4 separate regions of the Mus musculus genome follow, and regions 2, 3 and 4 are each linked to region 1. A link is a contact called in public targeted proximity ligation data. All regions are on one chromosome and are shown on one strand. The core of a region is the stretch at or near the end of the contact, and the rest is flanking DNA. Distances in the headings are between cores, read along the strand shown. Region 1 holds the start of Cpsf7 (cleavage and polyadenylation specific factor 7). Region 2 holds the start of Ms4a10 (membrane-spanning 4-domains, subfamily A, member 10). Region 3 holds the start of Tmem132a (transmembrane protein 132A). Region 4 overlaps Myrf (myelin regulatory factor).

Region 1 (3,420 bases), core at 525-3,024:
GCCTTACTGCAGAATGAAAAGATAACCCACAACCCCCAGCTTTTCCCTGGAGATACAGAGCAGGGGTTGGGGGTGCGGGTGGGGGCATCCACCTGAAACTCCTGCTTCTCAGAGGCTGCCTGTGGAGCTGGCTTTTGTCTCTCTTGTCTCAGAGCAACAACAGGACACAGCCCATTCCAGATGCTGAGGGACCATAGAGACCAAGAGAGCTGCTTAGTTTTGGTGCAGAAGGCCATAGAAGATAAAGCAAGATAAAATCTAGTATTGTTTACAAGCCTCTTCCCCGAGGCTCGAGGAAGAGTTGAATGTATGGTTAATGTTCTAGAACATGGGGGTTGGCATTGCCGAAGGGACTGGTTGGTTTCTGTTTTGAACAACTTGCAACACTAACCAGCATACTCTAAGAAGTCCAGTAGCCACTGAGAATAAGAGAGCAGAGCAACCAGCTGGTCATGGTGCCTCATGACTGTAATCCACGCACTTGAGAGGCTAGATCAGAACTACTATGAAGCTGAGGAGTTTTAGTACCTAAAAAACAGGGTAGCAAGGAAGGAGGAGGGAACACTGAACAACTTAAAAGAGTGTTAACAAAACTACAGCATTGCAGAAACACCGACACACTTAAAACACCCTCCTCTGGCCTTCATGGGCACCTACACACATAGTATGCATAAACTCACAAAGGCAGATAAACACATGTACATACTTTTTTAGTCTAAAAAAAAGAATAAGAAAAGAAAATGCGATTGCCTAGCAGGCAAGGCTCTGGGTTTGGTGCTTAGCACAAACAACAAAATTGTCATATGTGATATAAAGAATATTACATAGTATTAAGGAGTTAGCAGTAAAGTATAATAATCATAAATATATGTGGATCTAATAGAGCACTCAAATATATGGAAGAGACACTTGACAGAACTGGTGGGGGAACACAACAGATTTTAATGCCACATTTTAATAAGGAATAGAATATATAGATGTCGGAATCAATACTAGACAACCAGAACAATACTAATTTAAGAATATTTAACTGAGATATACAGGCATTCCACACAAGAGATCATACATTCCTCTCAAATGTACAGATAATTATGCCCAGGAGATCACAAGTTGTCAAAAAACATGTCTTGATAAGTTTAAGATAAACCATACCAACTAGCTTTCAACACTACTGGAATAAAAACGGAAAATTCTCAAACATTTAAAACCAAGATGAGACAGGAGAATTACGAATTTGAGGCCAGCCTGAGTAACAAATTAAAACCGGCTTTTAAAAGGGAGACGGGGGAAGAAGCTCAAGAAAAGCTAGGAGGCTTTCGGGGGAGGTTCGGTAACTGTTCCTGGTATGCGTTGAGTCTCACACGGTGACTGGCCACCTAACCACATATTACCCAGTATTCTCACTCGAGCACACCGTGGGCTCAGGAAAGAATGGAAAATTCCCTGCATGATCGGCTCCAGCCTGCGCCTCGCCTTGAGGGGACCATTCCCTGGTCTGTGGGGTAGGTGAACTCTCCCTACAGTCTCCACGGCACAGAGGAGGACGAAACAGTCTTAGCTGCAGCCCGCCCCGAACCCGGCTCTCTCACCCGCGCCAGCGTCGGGATCAAGGTGACCACCGCCATCTCTCTCTTATAGCACAGTAAGCTGGCAACCGGGCCACTTCCGGGAATTCCGGGCGGTCGATCTGAGGACTTCAGCGGAGGTGGACCCCAAGCCGGAAGGCGCAACCGAGCGTATGGCGGAAGTAGCGGTGCGTGTGACGCCGCCGGTGGGGGGGGGGCGGGACCTGGGGCGGAGAGCGGTTCGCGCGCTTCGGGCCTAGTCGGGACTCTCCGCGGCCGCCGCCATATTCCCGGTAACGGGGGCGCGCGGCCCGGGGCCGGCGGGGCCGGAAGGAGGGCGGGGGCCGGCGCCGCGGAAGGGAGGGGGTCGGTTGGGGTGGCGGCGGCGGAAGACAGCGGGTGGAGGGAAGCGCGGGCCTCTGAGGGAGGGGCTGAGGTCCTGGAGCTGTGGGAGGGAGCAGGGCAGGCCTAGCCTAGGGCGAGGACAGGGCCCCGTTGGTGTGGAGGCGGCGGGAGCTTCCGGGCCCGCGGGGGCTCCGGCTTGGGACGCCCCCTGGGCCTAGCAGGTGCGACGGGCTGAGCTTGCGGCGTTCGCCGCGGTGGTTCACAGCGCGGCCTGAGGGCCCTCTCAGGAGTCGAGGCCCGGACTTGGCGGTGGCGCCATAGGCAACTACGGGCGCCGACTCGGAGCACCTCGGGTCGGGCCCGCGGGTGATGGGCAGCGAGCTCCGCGAGCCCGAGCGGCCTGGGAGAGCTGGGGGCGGCGCGAGGCTGGGGGCGGGGCAGAGCGGGTGGGGCCAGGCTCCCGGCCGCCGGGATGCTGCGTCTTGGGAGACTAGAGCTTGTTGACCCTTGCCCTCCTCCCAGCCTGGGACCCTTGTGCCTTAAAATTTTTTACCCTTTTCTGAATACCGTAGTGGCATCTTTCTTACTTTGTCGGTTCTCCGGGCTCGAGAGCGTATTTCCGGAGCCATGTCAGAAGGAGTGGATTTGATTGATATATACGCTGATGAAGAGTTCAATCAGGTGAGAGGAATTAGCAGCAGTTTTGGGGTTTCTTCCATCAATCTACTGGCAGTGGTTTCTCTCTCAGCTCAAAATAATTCCCTGTAATATCGAAGCGTTTCCCCCTAGCGGTGGCTTTGAAGACGACTGACCATTCCTCTTTAGGTTAATTTGAACCTCCAGGCTTCAATTTTAAAGGGCTTGCTTTAAGAGCAAATAAAAACCCAAGTGTAATAGTATGGTGAATCAGCCTGTGGAATTCTTTCCCCAAGTCATTTCAAAGTTGAATGACTAACCATAATTAAAAATGAAAATTACATTTGTTGTAGTACTGCGGAGATAATTTCGATGCTTGTTACTTTGCTGTTCTCTCAACTTGTGGCTCGAGCATGTTGGTCCCTCCCCCTGCTTGGTCCCCTCCCAATGGTGTACCATGAAATTACTTTAAAAGCCACAGTATACCAACTGCTTTAAAGGTGGAATTCCAGTGCCACTCCAAGTGTTTCAGTCTTTTTAAATAGCTTGACTGTCCTTTTTGAGAAGTCTCTGGGCATCCATTCGTATGGATGGAAGGAAGAAAGGTAAAAACCATTGAATAAACTAGTTTAAAGGCAAGTCAAGGACTCAGTCATCCTAGTTTGAATGTGTGTTTTAACATTTAAGTATCCCGTAAGATAGTAATCTGTGAGGTTGAGTTCTTCAATCTTGAGGTCAAAACTCAACAGAAAGTTTCTATTTAAAATTTTTATCTTACCTGGGTTCTTTTTAGTACTGTTATTGTTGAGCTAGCTGGTTCTTGTCATTGGTGTGTTCCAGTGGGTACACAGAAGGACCTGGAAAGAATGGGCTA
Region 2 (3,420 bases), core at 286-2,785, 450 kb after region 1:
AGGATGGGAGGGGCAGAGGGAGAATTTTTTGGTCTTCTCTCCCAGGCTCCTCAGCTAGAGGAGCCACAGACCCAGCTGTCTGGTGTCTTAAGGAACCGTAGGGTCTTGGTGATTTATACTCAGCCTCAGACTTTCTGCAAATCTCTCCCGTTTCCTTAGCCTGTGGGAGGCAGAGACAGAGCTAGGAGGATTCTGTAACCTTTTAGTGGGCCAGAACATGAATCTTCCAAGCAGACAGGCCAGGCCTAGCCCTGGCTCTGCTCCTGCATCTCAGTGTCTAAGTCTGTTTCTATGGATACACAGGAACACTAGTGCTTGCCTGAGGGTGGGCTGCAAAGATTAATTGGGCCAGGGCCAGAGGTTAGAATTTAGTAATAAAAGCCAATGATACCTGCCCTACAGCCTGAATCTCACCTGACCTCTGTCTGGTTTTCTGTTAAGAGAGGTCCCATTCTAATCTCCAGGATGGGGAGTTCATTGCTTCTATCTGACTCCTGCTCAGAGCAAGGAGGAAATCAGCTATGGGATCCTGATAGCTGGGAAGGTTGTGTCGAGGAGAGTGTGTGGAGACAGTTATCTGGGAGCACACAGGACTGCCCTTCAGGATTTTGTCTGCAGAGCAATGAGCTGGTTGCCAGGGAATGTCTAGAATGGATAAGATCTGTCCATGGGAGGTCTGGGTTAGAAGGTTGAGAAAATCTTGATGGGAATGTGACCCTAAGCAGACAGTGCAGAAGAAGTCAAGAGAGCAGAGAGGGTAGTGTAGTGTGTGTTTACACATACGTGTGTATGTGTATATAATATGTGCACATATATGTACATATATGTAGATGTATGTATGGGCATGTTAGGCAGAGAAAGGCAGGTACCGAGAGGTATGGAGTCAGTGTGACAGAGTGGCTGCTGGCAGCCACCCTTAGAAGATTGGGTTTTCAGTTATGTTAGGTCAGAAGGGGCCCTGGCATTTGCAAAGTAAACTTTCTCGAGGTCTCAGGGCTGGGCACTTGGTGTAAAGGGAAGATATGGGAAAAAGAGGGTGGAATTTCCCAAGTGTCTTCCTTGCTTTGCTTTTTCAAATCTGTCTCTCTGTGTGCTCAAGGTTCCAGGGTTAGAAGGGACGGGGTGTCATTCCTCTTAGCTCTCAGAATCACCAACTGATCCTGGGTAGTGGGCTGGGCTCCTGGTAGCAGACTCCTTCCTGGAGAGAGGCCCGTAGTAACCCCACTTCCCAGGACTTCATAGCATGGAACATTTGTTCTCCAGCTGTTGTGGACATTGCTTGATAAACAGTTCCTGTTCACTTCTGGGGGGGTCAAGTTTCAGCCACTCACCACCAGCTTGCAGCTACTGACTGACGAGCACAAGAGGCTGATCTCTTGTGTTAAGACTGAACCCCACTTGAGGCCCTGATGACCCTCCCTTGTTTGTTTCTGCTGTGGAGAGGGGGTACTCACCTGGCCCCGGGAACTCTGTTGTAGGCTTCAGCTGTGCCTGACCATCCAGAGCTGCCTCAGCACAGAGCCAGAGGTGGAAATCAGAACATCTTTATGGCTTTAGACTTTGGATTCTTTTCTTTCTGGGACCCACCCCTTGCTCACACTCCCAGCTAATCAGAGATGCATGTCTGGACTAGATCCTTCAAAACCATCTGCTTCCAAACCTGGGCAGGTGAAGATCTGAGTCTCCTTCCTTATGTCTCCCTTTAACAGCTGAGACAGTTAATGTTGCAGTGATGACATTTCAGTTCATGGAGCAGTTCATTGTCAAGTTGGTGAAGGCAGCATTTGAATGAGTTGATTATTAAAATTCTCAAATTTTTATTTGTGTGTGTGTGTGTTGATGTGGGTGGCTGATATGAGTGTGTGATTGATGTGTGTCTGTGTGTCTGTCTGTGTGTCTGTGTGAGTGTGTGTAGGTCAGAGGACTTTGTGAAATTGATTCCTTCTTTCCACCTTTCCACAGTGCTGAGGTCTGAACGGATATTGTCAGGTTGTGCAGTAACTTTAGCTTCTGAGACACCTTTCTGGCCCCTCAAAGAATCTTTTAATTTTTTGAAAGTTAAAGTATCCACAATAGTGGTTACAATGACCCTGCCCTGGGCCTTGTGTCCCTCCTCAAACCAGCCATGGTCATCCTAAGTTCTTGCTTGACTTTGGTCTCTGGTGGTAAGCCAGACAGATGTATTGTCATCTGTGTAAGCATGGTAGTGTTTGTCTTAAAAGGTATGGTCACGTGACCACAAGTAACAGGAAGCCCTGATTGAGAGTGAAGTCCAGCCACCACCAAGCTTGCAGCGCATGTGACTTACAGAGAACTTATATCTAAGGCATGTTTGGATCTTGACCATGGACATGGTGAGATGAGAATGTGTAACTTCAAGCTGTCCAGTCTGTCTCATGCAGAACTAGATAACTACTGTGCTTTTTCTATCTTTTTCCTCTGGTTTTTAAAGACGGAGAATACACATTTAATTGTTAATATTTAATATACATATTAAAGTGTATGCAGCATATGCAGTTAGGTAAATTTGTATGTATATATGTGTATGTTGGTTTATTTGTGTGTATTATTCTCTATCTTACTTTTCTTTCTTTTTTAAAAAACGATTTTATTATTTAATATGTATAATTGTTTTTGTTTGTATGCATGTCTGTGCACCACATGCGTGCCTGGCACTCTCAGAGGCCAGAAGAGGGTGTCAGATCCCTTTGAGCTAGAGCTACTGACAATTGTAACTGCCATGTGGCAAGTGGGTGCTCGGGAGGAATCAAACCTTGGTCCTCTGGAAGAGCAGCCAGTACGCTTAACTACTGCTGAGCTGTCTCTCCAGTCTTCTTACTGTGTGTGTGTGTGTGTGTGTGTGTGTGTGTGTGTGTGTGTGTGTGAGACCACGTGTACACACACAGAGGCACGTGCACACACACAGAGGCACGTGCACACACTAAAGTTAGTGTTATTGACGATGCTCCAAAATGGAATTAACCTGGTTATCCATCAACAGGTAAATCAATTAAACTGATAGAATAAAACAAAAGGTTTATAGTATTGAAAATAATAAAATAAAAATATAAGATGTTACAGATAAATCTCTAACATTTCATTCAGTCAAAAGAGTCAGACACAAAGATACACACATACTATATAATTTCATTTGTGTGATGATTAAAAGCAGGCAGAGCTAGTGATGTTTAAAGAAATAAATAAGAGTCGAGCTTTTTAAAAAGCTTCCCACCTGCTCTGAGCAGAACTGACTCATTGTGGGAATAAGGCCAAGAATTTGTTTCCTTGCCCCACCCACCTTTGATTATTAAGTATAGTCAACAACTGTGGAATGACCAAATAGGGAGCTAAGTAAGAGCCCCTGGGAGTAGTGAGAGCGCCCCCTATAGTTCTCGCACTGAAGTGCCACCCTGTTTGTCA
Region 3 (3,420 bases), core at 646-3,145, 340 kb after region 1:
TCAATTTTACATGTAGTAAGTCTTTCAGTTCCCACACAATTCTTTGGATTAAATTCTATTACTACAAATTCCACTTAATGGATGTAAAAAATGATGTATGAGGGTTCTCCAACCTGCAGTGGACCTGAGAGGCCAGTCAGGATCTCACCACCTAGCTACCCAGCCGTTCCATCCAGGGCAACCCCAGCATGCCATGTGGCCTTCACACTGTGCCCCCACCCTCCTTCAGGGTCAAGAGTACACCCTGCCTCCTCGAGGAAGCCTTCTGTGGTCATTCAGCCCCTTGCTGGACACCTTGTTCCGGCTCTGCTTGCTGCTACTGCTTTTCTAAGATGGGGAACAATCCTCCCGTTTCTCCAGAGTACCTGGAACCCCAAGTGCAGTCCATGGGCTTGGCTCTGCTGCCTCTCCTGTATTATGTGAACCCCAGGCTCTGTCTTACTCATTCTGTAATTCCCATGACTCTCCCTGAAGAGGTTTGGGGGATAAGGGGAGAGATCTGACTTTATGCCCTAGCTCTACTCCATGAAAGATGGGCCAGTCACCAGCATCTTGGAGCCTGGGTTTCCTTCCTCACTGGTACAAGGGGTGGGAGTATTTCATAACCCGGTGAGCAGGGGAGGGTTTTGGAAGCTTGGTGTAGATCATACTGGAAGTGAGATTGTTAGTGAGCCAAATGAAAAAGCTTTCCTTCCCTCACTGTGGAGGGGTTATTAGGACCCCCACTGGTTCTGCAGGGTTTGGAGCAGGTACCTAAAAGAAGTTCCAGAACCAGCTCTCTCAGCCCCACAGCTGAGCTGGGACGGCGGGGCTTTTCTCTAGAGTGCCCCCCCCCCGCGCGCGCGCCCGCGCACCAGTATCCCTAAGGGTAACAAGTGAGTGACTGTTGTTGGTCCTTAGGGTGGCTCCGGTCCACCTTCTAATTCAATGTTTCCATAATTACAAGATGCTCAGTAGCCTGACTCCCACGGACTTCCATGGTCTCCCATCACGGAGAATCCAGCCCTCTTGATGGGGGCAGAAAGGTAGAGACTACTTCGCCATCTCCCAATTCCCATAACATCTTCCACCTTTCAGCCCCAGCTTATGGCAGGCACGCGGTAGCTGCTGCCCCTTTCGTACTCAGTGATGGGTGCACCCACAAGGGCTCGGAAAGGCAAGGCTGGGACTCTCCCAGAAGACTCCAATGTTGGAGATCTCCTTGGAACAGGGAGAGAGAGGGGGAGAGAGAGAGGGGGAAAGGGAGAGAGGGGGGGGGGCAGAGGCATATCTCTCGGGTCTCAGGCAAAGAGCCTGTTTTGCATTCCTGTGACTAACCAGCGGGTTTCTGGGGACTAGAACTGCAGGTTAGGAAGAGGTGGTGCACGGGGAAGCAGGGCAGCCGGGTTAGATGTCGCGGCTGGAGAGGGGCTCGCAGAGGAGTTGGGACCGGGCTAGTGAAGATGGGAGTGAAAAGACTTTAGGAGCATCTAGGTGGTGCACAGAGAAGAAAGCCAAAGGGCTGTTGGCTGGGAACCGGTTTCCCAAGGTTAGACCTCTCCAGGGCATCGCTCTAGGTTTAGTTCTAGAGTCCAGTGGCTTGGGGGCATCAATGGCGCGTGGCCTCGGACGGACAGGGCCAGGTCGCCCCTCCCCACCCCTCCCTTCCCTCTGACCTCTCACGACTTCCAGGGCGAGAGCCACCAGGAGGCAGAACCAGGCACCGTAGGGCCCCCGAGGGGCCGCAGCCTTGCGTTCAGTCATCGAGGCGCACTCCTTCCCACCAAAGGAGGGTAACCGGCGCGCGGCTCAGGTGGCTGCAATCTGTCCCCACATCTCCCGCGCCCGCTCCGCGCCAGCCGCTGTGGCCAGCTAGTTCCCTGCGCCGCCGGCCCGCGGCTGCAGTTCCCAGACAATGGAGCAGGAGCAGTGGGGTGGGAGGGAACGCAGGCACATGGGCTGTCCCCTTCGCCCCGCCGGGTCCTAGTGCCCTGCGGATCCCAAAACCCAGAGCGTGGCCCCGTGCCTAGGGTGCCTAGGATTGGAATAAGGCAGCGTCCCTGGAGACTAAGCAGATTGATGTCCTCTGCCAGGAAGCACAAGGTGCGTTCTGGGATTCCTCGTGGAAGCCGATGATCAAGGAGAAAAACAAACAAAACCCGTTTCCTCTGCCTCATACCCTCCCCACAGGCATCTCACCTGTGAAGGCATCTAGAATTCAGGGACATAAGAGAACAGAGCTGCTGGGGCAGAAAAGGAGAGGCCAAACCAGGCCAGACCACCTTAGGCCATCCGTGGAGGCAGCTTGTCTCATGCCCAAACCTATCCCAGAAAGAGTCCCTAAGGATGAAGGGTGTAGGCTGGTCAACCCTTCTGAGGGAGTCCTGACTCCCAGTGCCACCTAGCCTTGCCCTCAGGTAGTGTTGGGAGAGGTCCAGATTTGGCATCTCCATGGCAACTTAAAGAGGAAAAAGAAACAGAAACGTGCCCGGGCCTTACACAAAAGAGCAGAACCACCTGGAGCCACATTGAGAACCTTATTCAGTAAATTCCTGAGTCTGGGAGGGAAGCCAGTTTTTCCAGGTTCCCCAAGCTAGCAATATAAGCACCCTGCAGGAAGGGGCAACTTCAGTCCCAACAGAGCTGCCAGATCTGCAAGCTTTCCAAGAGAGTGCATGCCTCCCTCCAGAGTCCTAGGGGGAAAGGTACCAGGTACATCCTGCCTTCCTGAGCCCTCCCTTCCTCCCAACAGATTTCTGCTAGAAGTCCAGAAGGAAGAGAGTTTGTCAGCAGAGACTTTTGAGTAAATACATTTTATTCAGAAGAAGATAATAAAATAGCATGCACTTTAAAACCACCAAGCGCTGATAAAAACATATCACTGCAGCCATGATTCCACATCAAACCTTCAGTAAGAATAGGCATTTAATCTTCACATCTTGTGCTGGACCTGGCATGGGTCATCTCCCTCCACCAGGGACCTAAAGGCCAAGGCCAAGGCCAAGAGTGAGCAAGTGGTGGAGAGGGGTTAGTGGCAGGCTCACTCCTAGCCCTGCAGAACAGATCAGGGCAAAGCCGTGCCCTTCCCAGCTACTGGGACACAACACTGACCAACGCTTGCTTCTGGATGGCAGAGAGTGGACAGGGGTAAAACTGCAAGACAGCAGGTCCTCCTGCCCTTTTCAAGGTCCCTGAAACCCTCAAGGGAGATTCGACAATCCCAGCAGGGCCGTTGCTTTGTTTGCTGGAGTGGGGATTCTGCAAGGGGCTCACTCTGACCACGAAGTAGCCACAGCACACTTTCCCACATTCAGTGTGGCAAGGGGCACCTGGAGGGTGCTGCTGACTCCTGCTAAGGCACTTGTAACAGAGCATAGATGCACAGGCCTCCAGGGACCCTTTCCTCCCCCTTCATCCTTATCTCCAATCTCCTACCCCTGC
Region 4 (3,420 bases), core at 431-2,930, 290 kb before region 1:
AGCACACAGAAAGAAGCATGAGGCCTGGCTATGCAAAACATACATCCTGGGGCTCAGGAATCAAGGAATCACTGAACCCCAGGCACCAGCTCCAGGGAGATCCTGAGAGCAAGATCAGCAGTGTCAGCAAGGCCCATCTCTGGTGGCTAGGCCGGCCGCCTCTGTGATGGAGATGGGGTGCTCAGCACCCACACTCCAGAGGAAACAGAGGATGAGGGAGGCACAGTTTGTCCTGCCTCCTACAGGAAGGAGCTCTGCTCCTCCACCCTTCACCTGCTACCTACCCTGCTTGCTGTCCTCTCCTGGGCCCTTCCCAGGGGCCTCATCCCCCTGAGGGGGAAGGACAAAGAAAAGGCAGTCCAGGGCTTCTGATCATGGCAAGAAAGGAGAGGAGGTGGCGATGGCTTTTCCTCTCCCAGGGTCACCTTGTGGAGCAAGGAGGGGGGTAGCCAGAGGGGGAAGTGATAAGGGGGCTGACGCGAGAGATGCGTCAACTCCGATAATGGAGGACACCCCACCCACACTGCAGATTCAGGCTGGCCAGCTCCACTGAGGCAGGAAGGACCCTCTAGACTCCAGTCTAAAGCCTTAAATCCTGGGTTGGCACCTGAGTCCTTCCTCTGGGGAGTTTTGGGAACAGGACTGGTGAGGGACAAATCTCACCCAACTCAGCCATTCCTGCTGTGTGACCTCAAGCAGGCCATCCCCTCCTTGGGCCTCAGTATCCTTCTTAGGAAAGGCGGGGGGGGGGGGGGGGGTGAACAGCTGTTTCATGGGGCAACTGTGATGGCTTCGCAAAGCTGCAAAGACCTAGATTGTAAAGTGCCCAGCACACAGTGGGAGCCGTCCAAATGGAGGGGCTATTCTTACCTCCATTACCCCAGCACCCTGGGGTCTCTGAGCCCCCAGCCCAGGCCCCTCCCTGGCCCCAGTCTGGCATTTGAAGAATGCTGAGCCCCGCTGAGGTGATTAATGAATTAATGAGCATGAGCGGCTAAGCCTTCCTAGGAGTCACACGCTGCTGGTGTGCCTTGATGACCCCCCACCCGGGATCACTCCAGCTGAGTACAGAGGGCACCCACCCACCATGCATGGTTTTGCTGGCCATGCTCTGTGGGGCTGTACATGGTCAATCTGTCTGTCCAAATTCCAACCCCACCTCACCCATTCCTGATATCCACAGATCCCAATAACTGAGGACCTACTGTGTGCCACACTCATCACCCAGTTTACTATATATGAGGCATCCCGTCAACTTCACACACACTGTGTCACTAAATCCTACCAACCCATCGTACGAGGAAAATGACATTGTTGGTGATGGTAGGTTATAAAGAAGTGTCTAGCAGTCCTTCTGAACTCACACCATGCTGGTGACAATGATGGAGACTCTTGACGAATTGCATTTCACCGCTCAACCATTCCCATGAACTACTATTGTTCAAAAACTTCACTCCTCACTCCACAGCCACACGGGAAAACGAGTCAATCTGCTCCCAGGGAGAAAGATGTAGTTGCTGCTTCTGTGTCTTCCCCTAGTCTGGTCCCTGCCCCACAGCATTGCTAAAGATTTCTGAGGAAGAAAGGAGGAGAGCCTAGAGCCCCACCCCCACACTGCCCCAGCTGCTGAAGCTGCAGGTTTTTGAGACTGAACTTGGCACCTTTGGTGAGTGATGGGCTGATGCGGTCATGGGCTGCTGTTTATAACCATCCTCGCCCCTCCTCTTGGGCTCCTCCTTCCCTGGCCAGGAGCACTCCTAATCGCCCCTAATCCTGCTGTCCACCTCCCCCGGGGGATGGGGCCTTCAGGCCCAGGCATCCTGGGAGACCCTAACAAGAACCAGATGTGGCTAGGGGAGGAGGGACCCTCTCGTGCCAGGGTCCGGTAGGACGGAGGGGGGAGGAGGAGGCTGATGGCAGAGTGAGGTGGGTCTAGGGCTCTGGAGGGGGAGAAGCTGAGGGTTCCTGAGGCATGCAGGACCCCCACCTGCAACCTCCTTCTCCCCACGCTGCCCAGACTCCATGCAGGGGTCCCGACCTACAATAGAGGATCTGTGTCATGGAGGCTTGCAGGAGCCTGGGGATCTTGAGGCTGAAGCAGGGCTCCTTCCAACCCCCAGGGGTCCAGGAGAGGGCACAACCCTCAAGGTACACTATAGGAGTGCTGCCCCACTGCCAAAAGATCCGAGGAGCACTAGATCCCAATGAGAGCCTGCAAGTCTGCAGACAGGATCGGAATCTCCTCTCTAATCCTCAAGACCACCTGGACAGTGAGCCCTGGCCTGCCACTGGTCAAGGAGCGGTACCCTAGTGTCACCGATCAGTATCTCTCCTCCTCCCCAAACCCTCCAACAAATTCACCCAGCAAATGGTAAACCCAGGGCTCCTCCTGACAGTGTCTGCCTTCTGCTTCCCCTCAGCCTCCTCCCCTGTGGGGCTCTCTCTGGAGCCCAGCTCCTGCTTCCTTCCTGTAAGGGACAAACATGCCACCCACAGGGACTTTGCATATGCTGTTGCCTCTAGAGAAAGCTAATTCCCATTCTTTTGCAAGTTTCTATTATCCAACCCAACCCCCAACCCCAAGTGAACTCCTGACTCTTCCTTTGTCCTCTAGTACTTTCACGTTAGGCTGTCTACCTTCTCATCTGGCTGGCTCACACCTCGCTGGGGAAGGTGAGTGAGTGCCCTCAATCCGACCTCCACACTCTAAAGAGCATCTCTCCTATGAAGCAGATGCCCTCGACTGTACCGAAGAGACAGCAACTGAGAGTGGGGACTACTAGGGCTCCAAGGCAGGGACTGGGCTAGGGCTCCCTGCAATGTTAAGGATCCCATGATCAATAACTACAGAATAAATGAATGAGCAAGATGAAGAGCCAGGGACTTGGGCAGGCCCGTGAAGGACCTACAGGCCAGGGTTAGACAGAGCCTCTCCAGGTCCCACACTGTCCTGAAGAGGCGCCCCCAGGGGCACCACACTAATTAGAGCCTTTATTACCTGCTTGAAACAAGAACCAGACTCGGAAGAGGCAGTTGCTTCCCAGGCAGGCCAGGGTCCAGGCTGTGGGAAAACTGTTCCCTCTTTTCTCCTCCTTCTTTTAAGACCACTCATCAAGGGGACCAGAACACTCAAGCCAGGTGCAGTAGGCAGTGACCCAGGTGGTCACTCCACCCTGGACCCCTCCCTGTCCCTGTCCCCCTTCTCATCCCCCACCCCCCACAGCTGTGGCTGCTGGCTGAGTCTAGGCCATTGTCCTGGCGGGTGGGGAGGGTGGAGACACAACACAGTGGGAGTCTTGTGCCCTGCCTACCCCCTCCCCTGCCCCCGTCAATGGAGTACTTGTCAATTCATACCCCAAACATGGCGGAAATCCCGTCAGCCACGTGGCCAGGGACAGGGTGGGCTGATCTGAACTCAAG

Evidence for each region.
Region 2: a contact with region 1 is called in a targeted proximity ligation map of epiblast stem cells, with 6 times the contacts expected there. A contact is called at or near these places in 3 of 39 promoter capture datasets (the 3T3-L1 cell line, embryonic stem cells and pre-B cells), 1 of 484 Hi-C or Micro-C datasets (embryonic stem cells), 5 of 130 datasets of targeted methods (T-cell acute lymphoblastic leukemia, effector CD8 T cells, embryonic limb bud and 2 more) and 3 of 9 other capture datasets (adipose tissue, embryonic stem cells and liver).
Region 3: a contact with region 1 is called in a targeted proximity ligation map of bone marrow-derived macrophages, with 3 times the contacts expected there. A contact is called at or near these places in 1 of 39 promoter capture datasets (erythroid cells), 3 of 484 Hi-C or Micro-C datasets (double positive thymocytes, embryonic stem cells and muscle stem cells), 6 of 130 datasets of targeted methods (the 230-238 cell line, the SCID.adh cell line, bone marrow-derived macrophages and 3 more) and 4 of 9 other capture datasets (adipose tissue, embryonic stem cells, liver and 1 more).
Region 4: a contact with region 1 is called in a targeted proximity ligation map of epiblast stem cells. A contact is called at or near these places in 1 of 39 promoter capture datasets (cranial neural crest), 5 of 130 datasets of targeted methods (embryonic stem cells, epiblast stem cells, extraembryonic endoderm stem cells and 1 more) and 3 of 9 other capture datasets (adipose tissue, liver and pancreatic islet).

Annotation. Positions count from the first base shown.
Region 1 is chr19:10,523,470-10,526,889 of GRCm38.p6, forward strand. It overlaps Cpsf7 (cleavage and polyadenylation specific factor 7), which reads left to right and starts at 1,775. Exons shown (of 10, transcript NM_172302.3): 1 at 1,775-1,858; 2 at 2,483-2,591. The coding sequence starts at 2,538. Sdhaf2 (succinate dehydrogenase complex assembly factor 2) reads right to left here and starts at 1,740. Exons shown (of 4, transcript NM_025333.4): 1 at 1,590-1,740. The coding sequence starts at 1,625.
Region 2 is chr19:10,973,165-10,976,584 of GRCm38.p6, forward strand. Ms4a10 (membrane-spanning 4-domains, subfamily A, member 10) reads right to left here and starts at 1,536. Exons shown (of 9, transcript NM_023529.3): 1 at 1,455-1,536.
Region 3 is chr19:10,867,884-10,871,303 of GRCm38.p6, forward strand. It overlaps Tmem132a (transmembrane protein 132A), which reads right to left and starts at 1,896. Exons shown (of 11, transcript NM_133804.2): 1 at 1,656-1,896. The coding sequence starts at 1,743. It overlaps Tmem109 (transmembrane protein 109), which reads right to left. Exons shown (of 4, transcript NM_134142.1): 4 at 2,777-3,420.
Region 4 is chr19:10,229,506-10,232,925 of GRCm38.p6, forward strand. All of the region lies in intron 1 of Myrf (myelin regulatory factor), which reads right to left. Among named protein-coding and RNA genes, the nearest start is that of Myrf, 9.5 kb to the right of the region's middle.